2 separate regions of the Mus musculus genome follow, and region 2 is linked to region 1. A link is a contact called in public promoter capture Hi-C data. All regions are on one chromosome and are shown on one strand. Each heading gives the region's core, a stretch centred on a gene start, on an enhancer-like site or on the middle of the called end of the contact. The rest is flanking DNA. Distances are from core to core; before and after follow the strand shown.

What was found. Promoter capture Hi-C pulls out the DNA fragments that hold promoters and counts their contacts.
Region 2: a promoter capture Hi-C map of stem cell-derived epiblast-like cells shows a contact between it and region 1, with 2.1 times the contacts expected there. The contact joins the promoter of Wdr70 here to the enhancer-like site in region 1. A contact is called at or near these places in 10 of 39 promoter capture datasets (the 3T3-L1 cell line, 3T3-L1-derived adipocytes, the C10 cell line and 6 more), 3 of 115 datasets of contacts at active chromatin or transcription factors (embryonic stem cells and fibro-adipogenic progenitors) and 1 of 9 other capture datasets (liver).

The regions. Positions count from the first base shown.
Region 1 is chr15:6,744,983-6,748,229 of GRCm38.p6, reverse strand. It overlaps Rictor (RPTOR independent companion of MTOR, complex 2), which reads right to left. Exons shown (of 38, transcript NM_030168.3): 5 at 2,650-2,781. Among named protein-coding and RNA genes, the nearest start is that of Rictor, 38 kb to the right of the region's middle. Within about 2 kb of position 1,834, at least 15 of the 459 cell types and tissues checked have an H3K27ac peak or open chromatin away from gene starts, as enhancers often do. A contact at or near this core is called in embryonic stem cells and stem cell-derived epiblast-like cells, where this site is marked.
Region 2 is chr15:8,097,682-8,100,592 of GRCm38.p6, reverse strand. Wdr70 (WD repeat domain 70) reads left to right here and starts at 1,384. Exons shown (of 18, transcript NM_001081402.1): 1 at 1,384-1,474; 2 at 1,572-1,637. The coding sequence starts at 1,450.

The DNA of each region.
Region 1 (3,247 bases), core at 585-3,084:
AGACAAAATACTCATATACATAGTTAATAAATATCTCTTTTAAAAAAAGAAAAATTACTAGTATCAAATTAACCTTAAGACAGCAGATTAAAATAGAGATGTTCATGAACAAGTAAAAGATGAAAAATTCACCTTTTATAGGCCTGTGCTACAATAAACAGTACAAGATCTGCCAAATAAATAGCACTCCAAGGAAGCATGAGGTGCAAACACGGGCAGGCAAATGTCGCCTGTAAACACTGAATGGGCTCAGTAACACTTGTGGAGTTAAGAAGCAGGTGAGGGTTAGGTCGGCACAACCCACCCAGCACAACAGTGCAGAAGGCACAGTCCACTCCTCTGCCATAGCAGGAATGGAGGACTCCAACACAGCAGGAGTCCAGGAATCAGGTCCAGCCTGAGCTACTTGAGACCTTGTCTTGAAAACACAAGCTGTAACAAAACCACAAGAAAAGAAAATGCAAAGAACAAATGAGACAAAAAACGCCCATGTCGTAAGGTGAGAAGCTTGAATTTATTTATGTGACGGGAGCTGTGCAGCAGGAGAGTGTCTGACGGATGCTACAGGACCAGACAAGGACAGAAGGAAGCAGCACCCAGACAGACCTCTCCAAGACACCAAAGTCAAGCCTTAGTGAGTCCCAAACAGACACACACCAACACAGAAAACTCAACAGTGCTGTATCAACCAAGCAAAGTAAGCCACAATTAAAACAAACAAAACCCACCCCTGTAAGGTTCATGGTCTAGTTGTAACCACCTAGGGGAAATACTAACACAAGTCACAAGTTTTACATAGTATCTTTACATAGTACCCAAAGCAGAAGTATGTATTAGCAGAACTAAAAACTAAATACCAATGTGTTCAGTCTATTTAGAAATGAGAAGCCATCATGAATGAATGAATTGACTTCAAAAATACAAGTGAGGGCCATAGTTTACTAACAGCTACGCAAAGTCAAGCCAGTGGAGTACTTGGCACCTTCCACGCGAACGAGGGACGTCCGGATGCAGTGCAGTTCTCGAGAAGCAGAGGACTGAAGCAAGACTAAGGCTAAGGGTCCTGGAGGTGAGTCCTCAGGAGTTCACAAGCATGGGAGGCCCACGGACTCCATAGACTGGGGAAACTATAGGGATTTACCAAGGCTGCTGTAAAAGAAGACAGTACGTCCTATTATCTATATATTAGTAGCTAAAAATCAGAAGAAAAAATAATGGCACTGCCTCCACTACAATGTCTAAAGAGGGTGAGACAGGAGAATCAGTAAGCCTGAAGCCAGCCTGGAATTTGTAGCAGAAACCCTGTCAAAACAAAGTAATACAACAACAGGAATAAATAAATTAACCCACAACAAACAACTGTTGTGGATAGCCCTGGGGCTAACTGTATTTGATGTTAATTCCATTCTCTTGTGAGGGGTTGTGAACAAGGAATGAGTCAGCACTCAGGTAATTTCCTGTAAACCTGCTTCCCACCTTAATTTGTAAAATAAAGGAGAGCTGATGATTAGGCAGATAAAAGGGAAGGTGGAGTGGAAGGTGGGAGAGAGAGGAAGGAGAAAATGAGAGAGAGGACGCAGAGGAGGAAGAAGAAGAGCCGGAGGAGAAGCACATGGCCTGAAGAAACTGCAAGTTCTAAGGGGGTCTCACAAGCTGTGGAAGATGGTAGTGTAGCGGTAGATCTGCCCAATCTAGGCACACAGCATGTAATCATAGTAACTGTGTTGTGTTTTCATTGCCGGGCCTATTTGGGAGGAGATTTACCGCAACAAACAACAGAAGTCCCAAACCCAGTAAGTGTGACTAAAGCTCACCAAACAGTCACGGCATCTAAATGATCAGTGCCGTGTCTTAAGAAAAAACCTGCGGCCCCAACACATAGTCAGCAGAGGACTGCCTGGTCAGGCCTCAGTGAGAGAAGATGCATCTAACCCTTGAGGCCCCAGGGAGAGAGGAGGCCTGGTGGGGTGGGGGTGGGATGGGGGTGGGGACATCCTTTTGGACACTGGGGTGAGGAAGGTATGGGATAGGGAGTGGATGGGGGATGAAGTCCAGACTGTAAAAAGGGATTAAAGAATAAAAATACATTTTACAAAGAGAGAGGGATGCCGACCACAATCACATAGCTAAGCACACATGCATCAGGTTCCAACATCTCCTTCTCTATGCCTGCTTCTAAGAAGTGAGCACCTCACAGACTTACACAAGATTGCAGGGCAGATTCATTCAAAATAGCTCAACACTGAAAACTATCCTGAATGAACAGATTCAAGCATGTCCTAAGCATAAGACCAAATACTTCATAGCAAAAATAAAATTTAAAAACAGATATGATCAATGTGGAAGAACCTTACAGATGATGAGAAAACAATAAATGTATACTTACATATGTCGATTATACACATTAATTAACATGTAATGTGAAATGCAAAGACAGGAAAACAAATCTCTAAGGAGAAAACTATTTACAATTGCTTGAAAGTATAAAGGGAGTCCCTCCTTTGCTAAAAACACCATTAGTCTTGGTCTTACTTGATCATGCACCTTTGCAAAATTAAGCTTTACACCAAAAATCTGTACAGGTTTGGCTGGATGCTAAACACAAAACTTTAAAGGCATAAGAAAGACAGGCACGTCTCAGAACATTACCTAGCTATTAAATAGTCCACTTTCAGTTTTAGCACCTTCTGGAGAATACTGGAATCTTGGATGAGATAGCGCAGCGCTCGCAACCCGGCTGCTCTTACTTCTTTTGCCTCATTTAATAAAGCTAAGCGCAAACTGTAGGAAAACAAAAACGTTCTGTTACACAGGCTTCAAAGACACCACAGTTCAGCAGAGGTTACTTTGCCCCCATGTGAAATGCTTGGGACGAGAAGTAGTTCTGATTTCTTGTATTTTTAGACTGAAACTACTTTCAAGACTATTTCAAACTGAGTATCTCTTACTTGAAAATCTAGACCCCCCAACCTTGTGAATGCTTGAGATGGCTCTAACAAAGTCTCGGATTTTGGAGCATTTCAGATTTTTCATACTTTAGGATTTACTCCCATATCAAGTTCTTTCATGGCTAAGGTATCCCAAACTTTTTGTTATATACAATTAATTCTATTTAAGAAAAGTCAACCAAACAAAAAATACTACAAAGTAAAGAATTGTATTTGGTGATGTCTTTATTCTGTGCTTCCTCTGAATAGTCACACTAATCCAGCCAATTGGGAGTTTTACTCATCTTCTGGCAGATTGT
Region 2 (2,911 bases), core at 135-2,634, 1.4 Mb before region 1:
ACATCTTGTGCATAGGAAAAGTAACTTGCCTTCACAACCATTTCTTCTTATTAATTCATTTAATAACCACTCAAGAGTGCCTGCCCAGCCATTATATTATGAAGACAGACTAGGGTATCACATGGTAGGTGGGCCTTATTTAGTTGGAGGCCTACAAAGTTCTACAGATGCTTTCAAAAGCAGGAGAGATTTAATTTGATAGTTGGAGATGAGCTGGTTGGATCAATGACTTGGTGAAGAGTTAAAGCATTCAGGACTATGTGTTCTGAGGCCGCTCCCTGCACTAAATGGGAATGTTGAAAATGACAAGATTGGAATAGAAAGGTTTTGGAAGTCAGGCTAACCTTTTATTAAATTTGTATTTTTTTGTGGTGGAGATCCAATACAGACCCTTAGCCTTGTCTATGCTAAGCAACCACAGATCTACAGCTTCTTTGTACTAATAAATTTTTCTTTTACTCTAAGGACAATGGAAGCATTAGATAATCATTATCAATGAACCATAGACAGAGACAGGAGTCTAATATTGGGGCTCAGGAGTAATTTTATCAAAGAATTTTCATTCTTGAGTGGACTACAAGGCTCAGTAGGAAATTGTCTTTTCTGCTAAGCTTGTGACTTGAGGTCCACCCCCAGAACCACATAGTAGAAGAATAGGTCTGCAGGTTGCACAGTAAGGCATGTTTATACCACGTCCACAATCATTGAGTGCATGTGAAAATGAAGTATTTTCACTTGGCTTGGTAGCACACATCTTTAAAAGCTTGGGAGGCAGAGGAATCTAGATGGGTCTCTGAGTTCTGGGCCAGGCATGGATTACAAAATGAGAGACTCTGACAAAAGAAAAATTCAACCAAGTATTTGTTTTAGACTTTAAAAGTATATTAAATGATGTGTCATTAAGAATAGGAACAGAGTTGTAAAGAAACTAAAATAAATTGGAAACACAGTAGTTATGTAACATGTAACATTTGGAACCCTTAGTAAACAAGGCTAGCCTAGAGAGTGGAGACTGAGGGCAAGCGCTTTAAACATTCCTAACAACTCTTCAGTTTTCTGGCATCTTTATAACTAGATAGTGGTTTCTTCAAGCATACTGAGAAGATGGGCAGCAGTGGAAGTTTCATCATGTACGTCAAGTACATTACGAATATAGATAAAAGTAGCATGCAAATAACAAGATTCTGTTGATTTCCTTAGAAACGTGCCAGGACTTTGCTTGAGAACGCATCTGAAACCACCGAAAGGTTTTAGGGAACTCCCAAACTAGACCTCCTCGTGGCTTGTCAGCGCATTCCCTCCGCACCGCTAGGGGGCGAGAGTCCGAAAGCCTGCCTACCCACGCAGCCGGGCCGCTCTTGGCGACGCGGTCTCGGTGACGACACTTCCGTCGGGCTTGCCGGGAGTCGCGCGCTGCTGCATCCACGGAGGCGGTGGGCTCGGGCAGTCATGGAGCACTCGGGAACCAGCGAAGGTGGGTGTGGGTTAGGCGGGCCAGCCGGGGTGGAGGGCCGTGCTGGGCACTGGAGCGCCGGGCTGACGGCCGGTCTGTCCTTTGTTTCTTGCTCCAGTGACAGGCGCAGACACGGCGGGACCCGACCCTCAGCTGGCGGTCACCATGGGCTTCACAGGATTCGGTGAGTGACTGCCCGGGGCAGAGCCCAGCCCGACTTCGCCCGGGGCTTGCGAGTAAAGGGTAGGAGAGCTGCCACTTTTGACCGGCGCCTTCCGCCGTGCCAAATCCGAATCGGTCCCATTTAAACTGTTGAGACCAGTTCAGGTGACAGTTGGAAACCTTGACGGAAAGGGATTACTATGGTGACCCAGTCTGAGAAAGACATTTAGTGGCGACCATTAAATAACATTTTGGTGGATATAGCGTTTCTTCCTCTTCAGTCTTAATGTATACCCTGGTCTTGTCACATTATTAGGTGATTTAAAAGAAAAAACAGTCTCAAAAGACATAATCATCTGTTAATAGTATCAGTGCTAGAAAAATCAAATGGAAATTGACCTGTAATTTGTTTTGGGAACAAATGTCTCTCTGATGTACCTAGTTCTCATTCATTCATTGTTTCATTTATTCATCTACTTAGCTTCTTCTAGGTAATTAGTCGATAAAAGGGTAGTTACAGTATTTACTTTTTTTCTTTCTTTTCTCCCTTCTTTTCTTCTTTTTCCTTCCCTCTTCCACCTCCTCTTTTCCTCTTCTTCCTATTCATTCTCCTCTTTTGTTTGTTTGTTTGTTTTTTGTTTTTTTCTAGACAGGTTTTGTGTGTGTGTGTGTGTGTGTGTGTGTGTTTGTGTAACAGTCCTGGCTGTCCTGGATATCACCCTGTAGACCAGGCTGGCATCGAACCCGTAAAGATCTGCTTGCTTCGGTCTCCCGGTTGCCTGGATTAAAGGCTTGAGCTACCACCACCCGGTGGATTTATTTTTTTAAAAGATAAATGTATATATAGTTATATTTCTGAGCGGTTGTTTTGCCTCTATGTCTGTGCACCATTTGCCTGCAGTACCTATGGGGGCCAGAAGAGGTCACTGGGTCCCATGGAACTAGAGTTACAGATGGTTGTGAGCCACCTTGTGGGCCCTGGGAACTAAACATGTCCTTTGCAAGAGCAACAAGTGTTCTTAACTTGTGAATCATCTCTCCAACTCCTGTTTTTGACTTCAGAAAATTAGGAGAATCACGAAGAAAAGGAAGTCAAATCTGTTTTTTTTTTTTTTTAGATCTCCTGGTGCATATTAAAATTTAATATCATATTTATGAGTAAACATTGCTTTTTAAGACAGTATTTTGCGATTTTCATGTATTATATTCTTCCAAAACATGATTTTTTTTTTGAGACAGGGTTTCTCTGTATAGCCCTGGCCGTCTTGGAACTCACTTTGTAGACTAGGCTGGCCT